Regions from separate parts of the Mus musculus genome. Here region 1 is linked to region 2. Evidence: chromatin contacts called from public Hi-C data. All regions are on one chromosome and are shown on one strand. The core of a region is the stretch at or near the end of the contact, and the rest is flanking DNA. Distances in the headings are between cores, read along the strand shown.

Region 1 (3,602 bases), core at 233-2,732, 33 kb after region 2:
GGAGCAAGAGCTGAAAGGCTGCAGAAATAGGGCTGAACAGACCTGGGGTTGAATTCTGGCTCTTGTACTCTGAACGCGTGTCTCAGCAAGTCTGGCTACTGCTGAGATTCAGCCTCTCACCCACCGGGAGCGGCACCTCCTCGCTGGGCACCGTGAAAGTAACACGAAACAGTGCATGCAGATGGCATGGATGGCGGCTCTGCCACACAAGAGCCACTGGACGAACAGGATCAGACACTGGTCTGGAAGTAGATAATTGAAGTGTGATATGACCTTCAAAAAAGAAATAGCCAAGACATTTTGGTGGCCTCGGGAAGGTCAAGAAAACCTTCTTCCCATCAGAAACGTGTGTTGAGTCTGGAAGGGTGGGCAGGAGTCCACCAGTGGGAAGACAGGGTGGCATGGCCAAAGGCAGTAAGTAACTCAATAATACAGCTGCTCAGAGGCGAGGATCAGTGAGTGAGGCCACATAGCCTGGTAGGCCAGGGTCGTGTCCAGTGGGCCACAGGGAGGCATGGAGCTATCCCACAAAGGAGATGGGCACATCAGACGTTTATTCAAGGAAGCCCTGGGTAGAGTTTGTAGGGAAAGGACAGGACCAGAGGAAAGGAGAGCAGGCAGGAAGCTGTGAAAACCTTCTAGGGGTGAATGCAAGAGGGCATGGGTCTGGGTTAGCATCAAGATTAACAGAGAAAAGACCTGGACCATGTTTGAAATCTATCAGAAGCTTGTGGTTATATGGAAGCAAAGTGGGAAAAACTTAATCTTGGTGATCAAACCCTTTCCACCTACAACAGTCTCCTCCGCCCTTTTCTTTTCCTCCTCTGCGTGTGTGTGCATGTGTGCATGTGTGTGTGCATGTGTACATAATGAGAGCTCTGCTTGTCAAAGCACCACCATATCTCTGCTTGAGCTGTTTGCCAGCCCACTGCATCCCACCCCCCAGGTCTGTGTATTCAGCCTGTGCTCTGCAGCCTTCCTACAGGGACTGGCTCTCATCCCTTCCTGTCTTGGCCTCTTAGCTGAAGTTCCCTGGTGTATTTCATAGGAACAAACACAATCAACACACAGTTGTTCATAATATAATGGTTTAAAACCCCGTGCTAGATCATGAAGCTAGACGAGATGGTCTCTAGGGTATCTGGGTCCCACATTCTCATTTAGGGCTGTTTATAAAACAAGGGACTGGGATATGATGCTGTCTCTTCTGGGTCACAGTTTCCGAAGCTGTACGATCAGGAAGCTGCATCTCTTGGGAGATCCTGGCATCTTACTCAACATGGGGAGCAGCCAGGTGCTCAGGTCAGCCAGTGTTCTAAGTGACAGTCCCAGAATATACCTTTGAAGGTATCTCCCCCCCCCCAACCTACAAAGTATCAGCCACCTATGAAAGAAGAAAGCAACCCTGCAACCCCAGAGAACAGAACAGGCTGAGCTTATGACTCAGCCTCCAGCAGCTGTGCAAAGCCGAGCACGGCAACCAGAGCTTGGGAAAGATCCCATCGCTGCCAAGGCAGAACCTGGACCAGCCTTCCCTGGCAGATAGAGCAACTTGTGCTCCTTGGATGCTAATGCCAGAGATGGAAATGGAAACGGGCCCGGATGCTTGCCAGCAGCTACCCTCCAACCTTAGAACTTCAGGGCAGCTCCAGTGAGGTGGCAGGCCAAACTATGCAGGTTTCAGGGCGGTCTCATCCCCCCCCCCCCCCTCCGCAGACTCGAGTCCAGCCTTCCTGCACTTAAGCTGGCAGGAGTTGGGGGAGGGGGTACTTCACCAGATCACTTCCTGTCTCTGGCACAAGCCACTCCCAGGACTGAAACCACTCAACAGAGCCACTGGATTCTGTGTTCGCACTGTGGCAACCCCAGAACAGTGGCAGGACTGTTCCACAACTTGGCTAAACGCTGCAGGGGTTTCCAAGGTAACCAGGAAAGGCTTGAGGGCTGAGGCAGCTCCACAGGACTAGTCTCAGATGCCTCAGAACCGGTCCCAAGCCTCTATCTACACACCACCTAAGAAACTTAGCTCTGGACTGCTAGGCAGGGTGGGCTCAGGCTTCCTCCTCCATTTCAGCCAATGGGGTCCTCATATTGGTTCTACTCACGCAAGGTGCGGCGATTAGTGATAGTCAGCACTGGGGATGAGGAATGCACCCTTCTGGGTGTGTCTGGGGGGGGGCATTCCAGAGCAGAGGAACTAAAGGAGGAAGCCACCCTGAATGTGGGGGCTCCATCCCGTAGGCTGGGTCACAGAGCAAAAGAAAGAAGAGAGTCTGTATATATAGTTATCCTCTCGTTCTATCAGTCTGTCTGTCTGTCTCTCTTTCCCCTCTGTGGGGCTGCTGTGAGGTGAACAGCTATGCCCCTCTCCCATAGGCTAATCCTACTTAAACTATGTTCAAAAATTCCCCCTTTTCACTTTGCTGACATCTTTTGTCACAAGGACAAAAACTGACTAGAAGGTCTGAAGGTGTAAGGTGTGTGTGTGTGTGTGTGTGTGTGTGTGTGTGTGTGTGTGTTTGTACATGTGCACTTGTGTATATGTGGAAGCCAGAGGCCAAAGTGGGGTGTCTTGTTCAATGGCTTATTTTCTGAAACAAGGTTTCTCACTGAACCTAAAGCTCACCAGTTCATCTAGACTGTCTGGCCAACAAACCCCAAGAATCCTTCTGCTTCAGCCTCCCAAGGGCTGGGATTCTGGGTGTGCACCATGACAAACTAGGGATGCAGACTCAGCCCTGAAGCTTGTACCTTACAACCGAGACATCTCCTCTGGCCAGTAAGACCATTTTGGTTTTTTTGTTTGTTTTTAGAATTCTTCTTTTTTTTTAATTAAAAAGATTTATTTTTATTATGTGTCTGAGTGTTTACACATATATATGTGTATCACATGTGTGCCTGGTGCCCATGGGGGCCAGAAGAGGATTTTAGATCCCTTAGAATGTCATTACAAATGGTTGTGACACACAGTGTGGATACTGGGAACAAAACCCAGGGGAAGACCATTTTCGAAAGAAGGATTTGGAGGCTAAGGATGTAGCAGAGGCTTACAGAGTATGTGAAAGACCCTGGGCTCAATCTCAAGTACTGCCTAATCGCCCCAACAAGAGGGGTGTTTACAGGTTAAAATTCCGAGATACAAAATTTTCATATCCACTAGGATTATTATAAAACAAACAAACAAACCAGGAAACAAGTACTGTTATGAGCATGGAGAAACTCATGTGTGTCTGGTGGGGAATACGACAGCCACACTGCCATGGCAAACAGTTTGTGAGTCCTTACAAAGCTAACAGGGATGGCCTGTGAGCCTGCAATTCCACTGCCAGATAGATTTCCCAAGGAACGAAGCAAGCATTGAAACACCGTGCACAGGGTTGATGCAGGCAGCTTGTCAGTAGGAGATAATGTGCGGTGCAGCACATGTATGCACCAGGACTTCACTCATTAGAAGAAACGAGGTAGCAACATGTGCTGCAACGGGAGTGAGCCCTGAAGACACTGTATTAAGTGAAAGAAGCCAGATGCAAACACAAGTACTGAACGAACAAGTGGGTTTACACAAAATACCCAACATGGGCAAATCCAGACAGACAGAAAGA
Region 2 (3,216 bases), core at 332-2,831:
GCCAGCCTGGTCTACAAAGTGAGTTCCAGGACAGCCAGGACTATACAGAGAAACCCTGTCTCGAAAAAACAAAAAAAACAAAAACAAAATTAAAAAAAAAAACATAATAGAGATATAGAGATGGATTTGGTGGTACACACCTTAAACCTAGCACTTGGGAGGCAAAGGCAGGCAGATCTCTAAGCCTTCAAAGCCAGCCTGGTCTAAGACAGCCAAGGCTACATACAGAGAGCCTGTCTTAAAAAAGAAAAAAAAAAGAGGGACAAAGGAAAAGAAAAAGAAAGTAAACTCTGTCCTATCAACACAGTTCCTTAATTTTCCTAGGAGATTTCCAATTAGATTTTTTTTTGGGGGGGGGGGTTGTTTTTTTTGTTTTTTTTTCTTCCAAGACAGGGTTTTCCTGTATAGCCCTGGCAGTCCTGGAACTCACTCTGTAGACCAGGCTGGCCTCGAACTCAGAAGTCCACCTGCCTCTGCCTCCCAAGTGCTGGGATTAAAGGCATGCACCACCACCCCCGGCTCCAATTAGATTTTTTAAAAAAAAAATCCAAAATACTTACTGCTTTCTTAGGAAAATCATAAGTAAGGCTGGAGGGATGGTTTGATGGGTAATGTGCTTGCTATGCATATATGAGGACCTCTCCACACCCACATGAAAGTCGTGAACAGCAGGTACATTTGCACTACAGGTGCTGAGGCGGATCCCAGGGGCTTGCTGAACAGCCAGGCTAGCTTAAATGGTGAGCACTAGGTTCAGTGAGAGACCCTGTCTTAAAACTAAGGTGGAGGAGAATAGAGGAAGACTGTCAATCTCTGACTTCTACATATACACACAGGCAAAGGCAGTGTGTGTGTGTCTGTGTGTGCCCACACACACACACTTTGCTACCATTATTGGAATCTACACAACTACAAAGTGAAAAGCTCACCAGGGCCTGGAGATGTCAGGCAGCATTTGCTTAGGAGTGTAAGGCTCGGTCCCTAGCATCTCAGAAAGAATGAAAGAGAGCCGGAAAGGGGGTGGGGCTCTCTAGACTTCCTGCAGTACACACTTTTCTGAAAACAAAACCAGAGGGTATGACCTCAATGGTGATTATTCGCTGTCTCAGTATTGTTATATTTCCCCTTGGCACCTTCCTGAAATGATTTAATAATTGTGTCATCGTCTATAGATTGGTGACTCCTTTAACCAGTGTCAGGCATCTGGGATTTCTAGATTGGTTTTACTAAAAGAAACACCATGATGGATCCAGAGACTGCACTGCAATTGATTTCTAAGAAATACACTAGGTTACAACCTGCGGCCATCTTTTAAGGCCCAGGACATCTCTCTCACTGTTCTCCAGTTAACTGCCTATTGGCAGGGTGAGGCCGCCACAGTCGTGCTGACTTCCTCATAGGGCCAAGTAGCCCTAGTTCGCACCCATCTCTACAGCATCTACGCATATCAGCTGTACGCTTTAGCCCCACCCACTCGTGGGTGACTGCTCTGTTTACCGAGCCACACAGGCTTACCTGGGCCCATCCTAGTCCACGGTGAGTCAGCTGAACAAGGGGCGGGCACCACCCTTCCCAGAGCAGGAACCCAACTGGGACACAGGCGACCAGCACATGCCAGGAGGCTGCAGTGGCTGGAGAAGAGGACAGCGTGCGGAGCCAGCAGGTAAGAACAGTCCGTATCGGCTGGGATAGAGGAGCTAAACAAGACCTGCTCACAACCAATTTCTTTCCCTCCCTTGTCCTGTCTTCTAGGACTTCCTAGGTAGGTAAATTCCTTTTAATTTGCTTCACTCTTAGAAGGAAATGGGAACAAAGCTTTCCTTTTTCTGCTCCCTGGCAGGGTTTGGAGGACGTATGATTTTCTGCACTGTTCTATCTTCTACACTTACCTCTAATCTACCCTACATCCATTGGCCAGAAGGCCCTGAAGGCTATGGCTCTCTGATGCTCAGACTTTCCTTGTGGCTCCCTCTCACTCAAGAAGGGTCAAAATTCTCACCAAGCCCCATGAGCCCTCCAGGGTCTGAGCCCCTCCCATCTTCTCTGGTTTCCTCCCTCAGGGTCCTCTGAACACTGGGGGCATGCTCACCCCAGGGTCTGTGCAGTGGGCCTGACCCCCCGGAATGTTCTTGCCCACCCAATTCTTTAAGCTTTTACACAAATGTCTCTCCCCTCCACAGCAAGGCTTCCCTAATCCTACTGCCACCCTCTGCTCTCCACCCCACTTCATTCTCCTCCCCAGTTCTTCCCACCACCTGACACAGCCCACAAAGTCTTGGGGCTTTTTAATCCAGCTCTTCACTACAAAGTCCCTACATCAAAGAGTGATGATTGTGTTCACTTCTTACTGTGGGCATCCAAAACAGTGCCTGGACTTAGGAGGTGGCCCTAGGTGGGATGAGCAGACAGTTATGGAGTTGCCTATTTGTGCTAGGCACTGTGCTAAATGTTCTCCATGTGTAACCCATTTAAATAGTCTTCTCATGCCTAGATAACTCTGCTTAAAGTAACTGTTATTTTACTATAGTTACAAAATAACTATATCGGACATGGTTACAAAATAACTATATCGGACATGGAGCCTAGTCCATTCTTTGCTCTCATAGTCAGAGGCAAGCAGTAGGTTGAGCCTCTCTAAAGCCTGGCTTCTGTTCTGCCTCCCCTGGACCTTCACTGGGAGAACAGAATTTCCTGAGTCCCGTTCCCTCTGGCACAGTATAGCCCTGGAAGGAGGAGGTACATGCTTGTGGCTTAGCAACAGCCTCCTCCTTGCCGATTCACCAGATCCCTGGGCTAATTTGGCCTTACAGAAGCTATTACTCCATCACATTAACCCACGCTTCTGTTTTCTGAAGGATAGATGAGTTGTCCACAGGAACAAGTGGGAGTCCCAGAGTTCCAGCAGTTTGGAACAAAGTGTTCTTATTCTGTAAGTTCAAAGATGGGGGCTAATGGGCCCCTTTCCAGCCCTGCTGATTCCCCAGGGCCTGACTGCTGATATACTGTGTTGTTATTGCTTACAATACGAAGATGTATAGAAAGCTCTGGGATGGAGATCGAACGATAGTGAGGGGAGGGAAGTCCTTGGGAGCAAGTCCCTTCCGAGAGTCAGCTACCTGCAGGAACTGAGCAAGCTCTTGCGCTGTCACACTACTTTCTGTGTATCTCACTAGGGCTGGAGTTTCCCTCCCTACACCTAGTTTTTCTTTAAGAGGC

The links. Hi-C and Micro-C count contacts between places; a contact is called where the count stands out from the background.
Region 1: a Hi-C map of olfactory sensory neurons shows a contact between it and region 2, with 2.5 times the contacts expected there. The contact joins the enhancer-like site here to the promoter of Sdcbp2 in region 2. A contact is called at or near these places in 1 of 39 promoter capture datasets (macrophages), 4 of 484 Hi-C or Micro-C datasets (the N1E-115 cell line, brain, nephron progenitors and 1 more), 2 of 115 datasets of contacts at active chromatin or transcription factors (embryonic stem cells and intestinal crypt epithelium) and 2 of 9 other capture datasets (liver and pancreatic islet).

What each region holds. Positions count from the first base shown.
Region 1 is chr2:151,603,994-151,607,595 of GRCm38.p6, forward strand. The region is part of intron 2 of Snph (syntaphilin); the gene reads right to left. Among named protein-coding and RNA genes, the nearest start is that of Snph, 27 kb to the right of the region's middle. Within about 2 kb of position 1,483, at least 92 of the 459 cell types and tissues checked have an H3K27ac peak or open chromatin away from gene starts, as enhancers often do. A contact at or near this core is called in the N1E-115 cell line, brain, embryonic stem cells and 1 more, where this site is marked.
Region 2 is chr2:151,571,042-151,574,257 of GRCm38.p6, forward strand. It overlaps Sdcbp2 (syndecan binding protein (syntenin) 2), which reads left to right and starts at 1,582. Exons shown (of 9, transcript NM_145535.2): 1 at 1,582-1,663. Gm39959 (a long non-coding RNA gene) reads right to left here and starts at 984. Exons shown (of 3, transcript XR_866853.2): 1 at 930-984.